3 separate regions of the Mus musculus genome follow, and regions 2 and 3 are each linked to region 1. Evidence: chromatin contacts called from public HiChIP or PLAC-seq and promoter capture Hi-C data. All regions are on one chromosome and are shown on one strand. Each heading gives the region's core, a stretch centred on a gene start, on an enhancer-like site or on the middle of the called end of the contact. The rest is flanking DNA. Distances are from core to core; before and after follow the strand shown.

Evidence for each region. Promoter capture Hi-C pulls out the DNA fragments that hold promoters and counts their contacts. HiChIP or PLAC-seq counts read pairs in DNA pulled down with a chosen protein or histone mark.
Region 2: a contact with region 1 is called in an H3K27ac HiChIP or PLAC-seq map of the NIH/3T3 cell line, with 11 times the contacts expected there. The contact joins the promoter of Lhx6 here to the enhancer-like site in region 1. A contact is called at or near these places in 2 of 39 promoter capture datasets (embryonic stem cells and stem cell-derived epiblast-like cells), 6 of 115 datasets of contacts at active chromatin or transcription factors (the NIH/3T3 cell line, embryonic forebrain, embryonic stem cells and 2 more) and 1 of 9 other capture datasets (embryonic stem cells).
Region 3: a contact with region 1 is called in a promoter capture Hi-C map of the HPC-7 cell line, with 5 times the contacts expected there. The contact joins the promoter of Arpc5l here to the enhancer-like site in region 1. A contact is called at or near these places in 11 of 39 promoter capture datasets (the C10 cell line, the HPC-7 cell line, cranial neural crest and 7 more), 2 of 484 Hi-C or Micro-C datasets (CD4 T cells and CD8 T cells) and 4 of 9 other capture datasets (adipose tissue, liver, macrophages and 1 more).

What each region holds. Positions count from the first base shown.
Region 1 is chr2:37,373,758-37,377,585 of GRCm38.p6, forward strand. It overlaps Rc3h2 (ring finger and CCCH-type zinc finger domains 2), which reads right to left. Exons shown (of 22, transcript NM_001100591.1): 18 at 3,598-3,679; 19 at 3,377-3,511; 20 at 3,132-3,239; 21 at 2,885-3,033; 22 at 1-1,671. The coding sequence ends at 1,476. Among named protein-coding and RNA genes, the nearest start is that of Pdcl, 16 kb to the left of the region's middle. Within about 2 kb of position 2,449, at least 35 of the 459 cell types and tissues checked have an H3K27ac peak or open chromatin away from gene starts, as enhancers often do. A contact at or near this core is called in the HPC-7 cell line, the NIH/3T3 cell line and pre-B cells, where this site is marked.
Region 2 is chr2:36,101,991-36,105,844 of GRCm38.p6, forward strand. Lhx6 (LIM homeobox protein 6) reads right to left here and starts at 2,070. Exons shown (of 9, transcript NM_001083126.1): 1 at 1,904-2,070; 2 at 1,356-1,538; 3 at 868-989. The coding sequence starts at 1,972.
Region 3 is chr2:39,006,386-39,010,284 of GRCm38.p6, forward strand. Arpc5l (actin related protein 2/3 complex, subunit 5-like) reads left to right here and starts at 1,754. Exons shown (of 4, transcript NM_028809.1): 1 at 1,754-1,959. The coding sequence starts at 1,811.

The DNA of each region.
Region 1 (3,828 bases), core at 1,199-3,698:
GTGAAAGATCAGCTTGGCTTAAAATATTCCAGTACAATTTTCAGAGTAAACAACTTCACAGAAGTTAATTAAAAAATAATAAAAGTCAAACTAATCTTAAAGAAATGGAAGAAAAACAAAAAGATAAACTATTAGATTACTACCAGAAAGGCATGCCCTGCTTTTGTTTTTAAATATTGACTGAAATTTAAGCTTCAATAAACTACTACCCACAAATCTGGGGCAGAGCTGGTTGAACATACTGCATACTTTCAGATGCCAAGTGAAAATTTCAGTCACATTATGGCAGGGCAGAAATTATTCATGTTTTTAAGTATGGGTAATGTTAGCCAATGTTCTACTACTACATGGTTCAAAGTCTTATCAACCTAACAGTCAGAAAACAAGAAAATTAAACCCAACATGAAGTAACAATAAACAATATCTAACTAAATAATGCAATGAACACCCAAATTAATTTCTTTAAATTAAAGACCCAGCAATACCATCTTGTTAGTCAGTGCAAACGCTACATACAGGGTTTTCTCAAGAAAGCTGAAAGCACCTGATTCTTTTGCCAAGTCATCAGATTCAATAATGTACAGGCTTAAATCTGCATTTTAAAAAATTGCCATTACATTAGTGCATAATTTATCAAAATTGTAAAAACGATTCTGCATAACTTAGGAGAATTTAATATCTAGTACATCAGCTGAAAGACTTAGGCACTTGGTTATATTTTTAATTAATTACTTCAACAAGTAGCCTGTGTATAAATATTAACAAAGCAGAAACTATTCTTGAAAAATGGAAAATTAAAAAATTAAATGCTACAGATAAAAGCACTGCACTACACTTCTACATATAATGCAGTAAAGAAAGCTATTATAACCCTGTAAAACTCTATGGTAAGAACATCTAACTCCACTCTCAAAAAAAAAAAAAAAAGACAGAAAAGAAAAGGAAAAACAAAACAAAACAAAACAAAAAAAGAAAGAAAGAAAAATCCATGCAAAGTCCAATGAAAAAGATAAATAAAGCAGCTGGAATGAGATGGAAATTTCTCTCAGTGAAACATAAAATAGAAATAAGTTAATTAACTCTACTTTCACTAGATGTATCATTGTAGGATCCTGCTAGTTTAATAACTGAGTTGTTAATTTACTGTAGAAGCCATTTAAAATAGGAAATGGCTCAGTTACTGCACCGGATTGCTACAAACTCATAAAAAGCTGCTTGAAGCTTAAGTTAAATGTTGTCCAAATTCCAATAATTTCTGGAAAGTGAACATTACCCTAGTAAAGTAAATTTTCTTTTTTTTCATAATGCTAATGCAAGAGGGCTTGAAGTATCAAAGAGTCCACAGGAAATGGATGCCCCCAGTAATATCTTTTTTTTTAAAAAAAATATACATTATATAATATATATTATATATATAAAAAGCTAGTGTAAATGCTTCCATGGTGTGGTCACAGATTTGAAAGCTGAGCCTCCTTTCAGCTGTTAACCATCTTCCCATTTGCAATAGGTTTTAAAAAGTCGTTTTTATCTTCAGACATAACGTGAGTTTTCAGAATGAGGTTGCCAACACTGACAGATGTGGTGATGGGGAGGCAGCTTGCACTGCTAATAGACATTGGACGTGGCTGGCTAAAGCAAGATGTTACCGGCAGAATTGGTTTTTGCTCCTCCCTGAGAGAAAATGACAGTGAAAGCAAATTAACTTATGTACAATTTAAGAGTTATCACATTTGCTCTCTGAAAGCTACTTCAAACTCTAAGCCCACAGAAAAGCCTATCTTCTTTATTAAAAAATGTATTAAGTAGGGGCTAAAGAGAAGGCTCAGAAGTTAAAGCACAACTGCTACTCCAGAGGACCTGGGGGTTCAACAGCCAAAACCACACAGCAGTCTGTAACTCCAATCTCAGAGGAAGCAATGTCCTTCCGGGCCTCTTTGGGCACAAAGCTTGCACACACATAGACATATATGCAGTCAAAACACCCATACACATAAAAGCTAATAAATAAAAATTAAATAATTTTTAAAGTATTACAAGTCACTAAAAAGGTCATATTTTCAAAATTTAAAAATTAAACTTGATAATTTGTGTCATCTAATCAGTATTTTAAGACCAGGACCAAATATTTGGCAAAAATTATACAAAATAGCAATATAATAGCCAAGAACATCATAACAAGATTTTTTAAAACAAGAAACATTCAGCACAGGTTTTTGTTTGCTTTAGTTTTTAAGGTTTTTTAAAATAAAATTTATGTATACAGTATTTTGCTTTCATGTATGTATGTGCACCACATGTGTACAATGCCCTTGGAGGTTGCAAGAGGGGGGTTGAATCACTTGAAACAAGAGTTATGGATGGTCATAAGCCACCATGTGAATGCTTAGGCTCAGGAACAAACCTGAGTCTTCTACAAAAAACAAGTGCGCTTAACTGCTGAGTCACCTCTCCAGCCCCTTGTGGTTTGCTTTTTAGACTTTGTGGTTTGTCTTCCTCTGGAGTCCATGACAACTTAGAGCATATAAATAGCAGATTCTGCCTGTGCTTCCCAAATACTGAAATAATCTAGGATTTATTTTTCCATCCTATGATCTTCAAGTTTGGTCAAATTGAAGAACTATAACCTGATGTTAGAGATAAGAGAACTTTCATTCCCAAATTGAGTTTTGGTTTTAAAATAAACTGCTTTACTAGTTCAAATTCCTCTAAAAACACAGACTGACCAAATCATTACTTTATTATACAAGGTTTCCCCATAAATAGAAAAAGGCAAAAAAAAAAAAAAACAAAAAAAAAACAAAAAACCAAGAATCTACCAGCACATCTAGCGCTAAGTATTGATCGCCTCTACCCTCTGATTATGAAGGGTCTGTCTAACACTCACAGAATCACATGGTCTTCACCTAAACTCTGTCTCTTCGGCTTTCCTGGGTCCTTCTGGTGCTGCTGGGCTGGATGACCATTTTCCACTGCTGTTCCATTGAGCAACTGGTCATTTTGAGAACTGATACCAAGTTGTATGTCCAAAATTTCCTGAGAAAATAAAATGTTAATCCTTCAATATGACAGTATTTTATGTATTTTAATTTGCAACAAAACAAAGCCACTACTTATCCAATTGAGGAACTTACTTCAATTTGTTCACTCTGGCCATCAGGTTCATCAGTATCAAGGGCTGAAAGCTCTAACTCAATATCCCTATCAGGCTTTGTATCTACAGTGTCTTCTGTGTAGTCATTCTATAAATTAAAAAAAAATTATATTAATTTTATACCTGCAGAATCTCTTTTAAATAAAAATAAGAAGCCTAATGGTACAGTTAAAGATTTAGTTCAGAAGTCTGAGAGTGTATTGCTGAGAGGTTCGGTTCCCTTACCTCTCCATTTCTTAGTTCAATTTCCTTGCTTAGAAGATTTAAAGTAAGGTGACGGCCTTCATCCAGGGAATTCCACTTTTGTTGCATGGCCAGAGCATTAGCTTCCCTCTGAAGAAGTAATGAGTTACTCTTGGCCTCCATGAAGAGAGAAGAAAACATAAGCTTAGCTTTCAATTATTATTTTACGTTTTAAAAATCAAAGCTAAATATATAGAGCCTACCTGCTGAAGTTCAATGCTCAAAAGGTCTCCGGTACTAGAATGCTTTCTATGACCAGATAAATCAGTAACAATGAATCTGTCCCTTTAAAAAGAATTATATTTACTGTAGTTAAAGTGAGACATAAAGGAGCCAAAGCAATAATGACTCTATGTTCTTTGTAACGATCACTGAATGTGTTTTAGTCACTATTCCAAATGTAAAATTTGTTCCAGAAAGTTTTTTTTTTTTTT
Region 2 (3,854 bases), core at 820-3,319, 1.3 Mb before region 1:
TAGGGACAGGCAGAACCATGAAACCAGGGAAGATAGCTTGTGAGCTACGGTGAACAGGATTTACAATTTATGCACCGCGGCGCAGAGTATATACAGCCCAGTGAGTGAAATGCAACACGACTCTCCGAGAGCCAGTCCTGGAGGCCCAAAGTTAGAACCTAGACCTAGGCAGAGCTGAAGCCTGGGCAGAAACGGTGTCCCAGCAGTGGAAGGAACGGGAGCCTGGGGTCAAGGCGTGACTCCAGATTTAAACAGCGACCACCGCAAGAGTCGAGGCGAAGGCATTGATCGATGTTGGTGCTTAGGACTAAGCACTAGGATCTGAGCTAGGGCTGGAGTCAGATGTGGCGTTGGCACTTGGGGCTGGAGCAGATCTGAGCCCAAAATTGAAAGCAGAGCGAAGCTAGAAGGAGAGTCCCGAGCCTAGTTCAGGATCCCTCCCAGGACAGGCTACGTACGGCACAACTGGAGCTCAAGTTGGAACCAGAGCTGAGCTTACTAGAGATGGAACGGGATGGTTACCGGGATCCGAATGATCCGGGCCAGAGCCTCGGACATCAGAGCTCAACAGAACACACTGGTGCTCGGGGCCAGAAAAGACCAGAGATGGAACCAGACCCGTGGCCAGCGCCTGTCAGATCGGAGGAACCCGAGGCAGATCCCCCGCCAGAACTCAGGCTGAGACTGGCGCTCCCTTCTGTGTAAGACGTGCTGAGTAGGAGGGCCGGGCCAGTGCGCTGAGCCGCGTTGTGCACTCTGAACAGCAGGGCTCAGGAATTGGAGAGCACAGGCCACACAAGTGGCCTAGGCACGCGTGTGCAAGGCGTTCATGCTCCAGCGCTTGCTGGCGGGATGGCCGCTGCCTACCTGAAGTAGTCCATCTTGCAGTAGATCTCCTTGTTCTTGATGTAGCAGCTATTCTGCTGCCTCAGCGATGTGCGACACACGGAGCACTCGAGGCACCGCACGTGCCAGATGAGGTTGTTGACCTGGGGAGGGGGCAGAGGTGGGGGTCGGCTTGGCGCGGGCCTCTTTCACGCCCGCCCCCAGCCTCCCCAGCCTCATTTGCAGAGACAGAGAGACACTGAAGCTCAGAAGGGGCGTATGGCTTCCCTACTTTTCTTCTATAATACAGAGAGGCTCAAGGAAATTGAGATACAGCCTTGCATTCTCTTGTTGGAACCGGGGCAAAAGGAGACCTCCTGTTTGGGAACACTTGCCCAAAGCTGCGCGATCGGTTAGCGGTTGGATTGGGAGGCCGAGGAAAATGGACCTGGCAAGGTCATTGCTTCCCTACAGCTCTTGGGGCTGCAAACCACACCCGTGGGCAAGCAGGCACACCTACCCTGACTCACCTTGAGCAGATACCGGTCCAGGATCTCCAGACCGCAACTGGAGCAGATATTCTTGCCGGCAGACGGCACGGAAGAGGCAGCAGAGGGCGGCGAGCAGACAGACGGTGTGCTGGGCGTACATGGGGAGGCTCTACCTTCGTCCTTGTCCAGAGCGCCTGCCAAGGCCTCTGCGTCTGACTGAGCCTGAAATGGGAGAGAGGAACAGCGAAGCGCTTAGCCGAGTACTCAGAGTTGAATCTGGTTTCCTCGCGCACCGACTGACACCGAAATGTGCCAGGGATGTCGCGCCCTAGGCTGGAGTACAAGAATGAAAGGACCTATTGGAGAAGAAGGGACGGCCCCCAACTTTTAACACAGCGCATCCTGGGTGCAGGAAGCAGCCAAAGCTCACATTCCAGGCCAGAAAAACCAAGGCTCAACGAGAGGCGGCTCCTATCGGCAGTTTTCCAGCGCAGGGGTAGAGGTTGGTAGCCGGAAGGCTGAGCCAGAAGCCCTGGCCTGTGCTGTTGGGGGGACTCGGGGCCGAAAGCAGGACCGAAAGGACTCACCATGGCAGGCGGAGCGGTCCCTTCGAGACAGCGGGTGGTCGCTTTGCAGCCGGACCCTGGCTGGGCCATCACCTGGGGGAGGGGGAGGGAATGCAGGCGACGGCGGCTGCTGAACTGGCTCGGAGCTGTCAGAGCCCAGCGCCTCCCCTCGCCTGTTATATAAACCGGCGCTGAACAATGAGTCCTAACTTTGTAGTGGGCATTTAAAGCCCTTCCCCACAAAAGCGGTGTCTCTCTAATGAAGCAATTTGAATTTGGATTGGGTTTTTTTCCCTCTCTCTCCCCCTCTCCCTGCACTTAACCCGTGGCTCTTGAAGTAATCGCTTAGTTCCTTTGCAATCCAAGCCTCTGAGGGGGAAAAAAAACACGCGCACACACACAAACTACCTGCAATTAGAAATTGTCGTGAATGCCCAAGATAAGAGGTAGCCAGAGTGTCAATTCCAACTGTCAATCAGTGAGATCCATCAGGCCGCCCAAAGAATTGCAAATTTGATTTTTTAATGGTAGTAATTAAAAATCGAATTTTTTTCTCCCTCCGCCCCCTCCCTTCTCCTACTCTCGGTACAAAATGCAAAAAGGAGAAAAGAGAGAAAGAAAGAAAATAAAAAGGAGATGGGGGTGGTGGTGGTGGTAGTGGTGGTGGTGGTTGAGAAAATAAAACCCAGAGCGCTAGGAGCATCCGCCCGCTCGACGCGCGCCGGGAAATTGAAGCGGGGATATTGACACCGATTCAAACGCCTTTGGAGGGCCAGTTCAAGGGAAGCCCCAAGCCAAAGAGGGCGAGATCGGCGAGTGAAATGAGGCCAAAAAGAGAAAAGAGAGGCCTCTTGGAGGAGGAAAGAGAACCCTCCAGACTCTTGGAGCTCCCGGGACCGGCCCCTCATCGAGATCCTCAGCGTTGCGCCGGCACAACCTCTGGCGCATCGGCGCTATCAGCGTCTATTCAGACGGACAATACTGGCCTCGCCTCCTCTTGATTCGCCTATGTCTTTGCTAAATCGCTTTTTGAGAAATTCCTCCAACATTTGCATAATGTGTTCCCGCTTTCCGCGACCCCCCACCCCCGCCTGCCCGCTCGCACGCTCACACACTTGCAGACACACTCTCCCGGGCTCACTCAGCACCCCTCCTTCCTGCTGCCGCCCGCCACCCGACCCGGCCCGGTTGAATCCCGGCTCCCGCTGGCCCCAGGATCCCCGACGCTCACCCACTCGCCTGCTTGCTCACCTGGTCGGTGGTGGGGCCGCCCTCCGCCGGCAACCGGCAGCCCTCGGGCAGCGCCGGGGCGGCGCTCTCATGCTTCCAGTACATGGGCCCGGGAGCGGGAGGGCTCGGTGGGCGCGCAGTGCGAAGAGAGGCGCAGAGTGGGGCCTCGGGCGTCCTGGGGGCAGAGGCTGCTGGGAGAGCTGGAGAACCGAGGCTCCGGCCCCGCCGCCCCGGGCCCAGCCCCAGCTCCCCGCCCCCGGCCTGAGCGCAGTCCTGGCCTCCCTGGCTGCCAGCACCACTGCCTCTGAAGAAGGTCCCGACAAACTTGGAGAGGTCCCTGCAGCTGCTTCTGCGGCTGCCGCCTCCTCCTCCTCTTCCTCCTCCTCCTCTTCCTCCTCCTGTTCTCCCTCCTCGTTGTCCTCCTCCCCTTCCAGCTGCGGCGACGACCGCCCTGCCGCTGGAGCCCCGCTCCGTTCAAGATGAGTCATGCGTGACCAATCCCCTCCCCGCTAAGAAGAGCGAGACACTCCAAAGGAGGCAGAGACTCAGAGACATACACACACAGAGAGACACACTGAAACTAGGCGCTACAGGGAGACTCTTGGAACATGCTAACATACAAAGACACTGGCGGGGCACATATCCTCACAGCTCCTTCTGCCGCCCCTCCCTCAAGGGCACCCACTGCCGCCCTCACACAACGTTAATAGGTGCGAGAGGAATCCGTGGTCAGCCCATCTAC
Region 3 (3,899 bases), core at 504-3,003, 1.6 Mb after region 1:
AGAACAAAGCAGACGATGTTGGGTTTGTGTGATGAGTTGACCAAACTGACCAATTGGAGCCCTTTCTTTGCCAAGCTCCATTCAGCAGCTGCCCATTTTTCCAGCAGTTTCTCAATTGTTCATGACTTGATGCTGATAGAAGAGGTACTCAAGGTACTGTAATGAAAGCTGGGCGTGGTGGCGCACGCCTTTAATCCTAGCACTCGCGAGGCAGAGGCAGGCGGAGTTCGAGGCCAGCCTGGTCTACAGAGTTCCAGGACAGCCAGGGCTATACAGAGAAACCCTGTCTCGAGAAAACAAAACAAAACAAAACAAAACAAAAAACCAAAAACCAAAAAAACAAAAAAGGTACTGTAATGAACATTTTTTAGTCACCTCCCATCCCAAGTGTAGCAGCGTACCCTTGTATCCTAAGTGCTCTTAAGTACCAAGCTGAGTTAAGCCATGTGTTTGTGTGCCTGTTTCCAGAGCCAGTCTTGAAGGTCTCTGAGGGTTTAATGCTTTTCAGGCCCAGGATGGGGATACTGGTTGGATAGAATGAATAAGCCTTTTGTAAATGGGATAAGGAGAAATGAACCGAGTGTGGATTAGTTTTAAATGGAAGTCTAAAGATGACCAGGATTCTACTAGAGTTACAAATATACATCATATTTCTGGACATTTTTTGTAGTGCTAGGATTAAACCCAGGATTCACAATATTTTTGAATTCCCAATTACATTCCCCATCTTTGAAGACAAAAAACTTACAGGCACTGTACTTTGCCATCCCTGATGTAATTAAGACAGCCCTTACATTTTTAAATTTTACATGTACCATGTATGTGCTGTGCCGGCAGAGGTGACTGGATCTCCCTGGAGGTGGAGTCGCAGAGCACTGTGAGCTGCTATGTGGATGCTGGGAACTGAACCCAGGTCTCCAAGAATAGCACTTTTTTTCTTTTTTAAATTTCCCGACAGGGTTTCACTCTGTAGTCTTGGCTGATCTAGAACTATGTAGTCAAAACTATCTAGAACTCACAAGAACCCCCTGCCACTGCTTCCTAAGGGCTGGAATAAGGCATGTGCCACATTACTCGCTATGTGTAGCAGGAGCAAAACCATGTCTCACCTAATTTTTTTTGCTCGAGTTCTACTAGGTTAAAATGTAATAGTTTTCTTTTTTTTTAATATTTTTTATTAAATAGTTTTCATATAGTTACAAGAAAAGATTCATTTTAGCCTACGTCTGAAATAGAAAGAATCCTGGGGATTCTGCAGCTTTCGCCTCCTAAAATATGCCTCTTCAGTCAGGAGTACAGGTGGCCACAGAATCCTCTTTAATTTTCGGAACGCCCGCAGGAGTCGTTACATCCTCAAGAAAGGATGTTATCAAGCGTCCTGCCAGCCCCTGGGTTACACATCAACGCCTTTAAAGCCGTTTACTTTTAACAAAGTGGGTCCTCTTGTGGGTCAGTGCTTAAGAGACTCCGGCACTGCGCGTCACTCCCTGCCATCCCTTAGCTCTAAGATTTCTTCCTCCGGAGCGGACAGAAGCGCTGGCTATACCAGCAGCCCGGCTTCGGAGAGGACAGAGTTACGGCTGCAACGCCTGACACCACTTCATCAGCATTCCACGATCCCACGGCGCAGTTCCGCCCACAAGAGCTTCCGGTTCCGGCGCATCCCGGAAGTGGGCGGGCGACGGCGGCTGCGCGCGGAGGAGGGGAGGCGGTGCCTGGCGGCCGCTTCCCGCCCCCAAGCGGAGCCGGTGCGGAGGGGAGCCGGGAAAGAGCGAAGCCTAGGCGGCTGAGTGGCCGCCGCGCTCCCGCCATGGCCCGGAACACACTGTCCTCACGCTTCCGCCGCGTGGATATCGACGAATTTGACGAGAACAAATTCGTAGACGAGCACGAAGAGGCAGCGGCGGCGGCGGGCGAGCCAGGCCCCGACCCCTGCGAGGTAGACGGGCTCCTGCGGCAATATCCTTCCCGGCGCGGCGGCCCGGCTCGGCCTTCGCACCCTGATCACCCCAGCCCCAGTCTCCCGGTCCTCCGCCCAACCCCAGCCCCTCCCGGCTCCTGTCAGTCCCAGGTTCTCCCGGTCTGTGGTTGGCCTTACGCCTTTCTCAGCAGCGCAGCCCTGGAGCTCCTCTCCCTCTGCTCTGCTGCGCTCCGCATCCTTCTGGGTGTCCGTGCATCGGCCTTGGTATCCCTTTATCCCTCCTTATAGTAAGCGGGGTCATTCCCAGGTGCTGCCCTCAGGAGGGACCGAGGTGAACCACCTTGGATTCATTGAGCAGCCAGGGCCACTGCCCTACTGCGCTTGTCTAACTGGCTTTCTTGGGCCCGATTGTAGCCCGGCGTGAAAATAGGTGGGTGGATGGTTGGAGGAAGACTGACTAGAGGGCGGAGGTGGGGGAGGTGTGCTTTAAGGTCCAGCCCTCAGGTGTGATATGGCCTGCTACCTTTTCTCACCTGTCGCCACTTTCCTCAGCACGTTGGGTTTTGCGCCTTTATGGACCAAGTACATTCAACAAGTAATGCGACTCTGCCATTAACCGCCTTGTGCAGAAAGCGTGGAAAAAGCTAGTGATTCAGAGCTCAAAAACACCATACAGTGTCAAATGTAAAAGTGGCTCCCCACGACTGAAAATGACTGCTGGTGGCCACAGAAAACAAGCATTTAGAACAGAAGAGTAAAAATAGAGGTGATTGTCACAGCTGGCTTGGTCTCTTAGCAGTTTGAGCACCACAGGAAACTGATTTATTCTCACAGGAAGATTTTTTTTTTCTTTATTCAAATAGCTTGACAGGAAGTGTGTACCCCTCCCCCGCACTTGCCAGGGTAGGGTTGGAGGCTCTTGCTGTATATAAATCAGGTTCTGGCTGTTTAATCAGTTGACTCAGCCTGGGAAGTCAGGTGTACCGCTTTTGGGAGGAGTCCTATAGTGCTCCTCTAATATATCTTGAAAACAACCCTTTTAGACTGAACAAGAATATGTTTTTGAAATGTGGAGATTTCAAACTTATTTCCTGCACCATTCTGATGGTTAAATTGGGTCATGAGAAGGCCCCTAGAGGGAAGATTGGTTTTTAGAATGGTGCAGGGTACTGACTGGTTTATGTGCAGGTACTGTTGACAAGGCTCCAGAACGATGCATTTGGGCCAGAATCCTAATTATATTGATGAAGAGACTGGGATCTGTCAGCTTCTGCTTTGGTGTTGTTGCTGGGCCTTGCTGAAGTCCCTGGCTGTTTTTTCTTCTCTCTCTCTCTTTCTTTCTTTCTTAGGCAGCTTAGAGGCATTGGCTTAGCTTATAGAAGAGATTGCTTCTACACTCATGGCAGTGTCAGAAGCCTTGTTACTATGGAGAGTGTACCTCTCGGGATTGGGAGAAGGGAGGCTAGCAGAGGAGAGTGAAACCCTAGCAGATGTCAGGCCCAGGTAGGGAGAAGGATGGAAGTAGTAATTGAGTCCCTATCAGGTGCTAATCATTGCATTCAGTCTATAGACCCTCATGTGAGTCTTAGGAGAGAATAGTGAAGAGGTTTAGGGGGACATTAGGTGGTGGTGGTCTCAGGCCTGTGCTGGGAATTGTTTGTGGAAGAGCAGAGTGTGGAAATAGAAAGCTGCTGTGCATCCACACAGGCACTGTCTAACCTGCTTTAACCTTCTGCTGGTCATACACTCTCTCAACCTCAGCATTCTTTTTTTTTTTTTTTTTTTTTTTTAAAAGATTTATTTATTTATTATATAGTACACTGTAGCTGTCATCAGACACACTAGAAGAGGGCATCAGATCTCATTATAGATGGTCGTGAACCACCATGTGGTTGCTGGGATTTGAACTCTGGACCTTCGGAAGAGCAGTCGGGTGCTCTAACCCACTGAGCCATCTCACCAGCCCGAACCTCAGCAT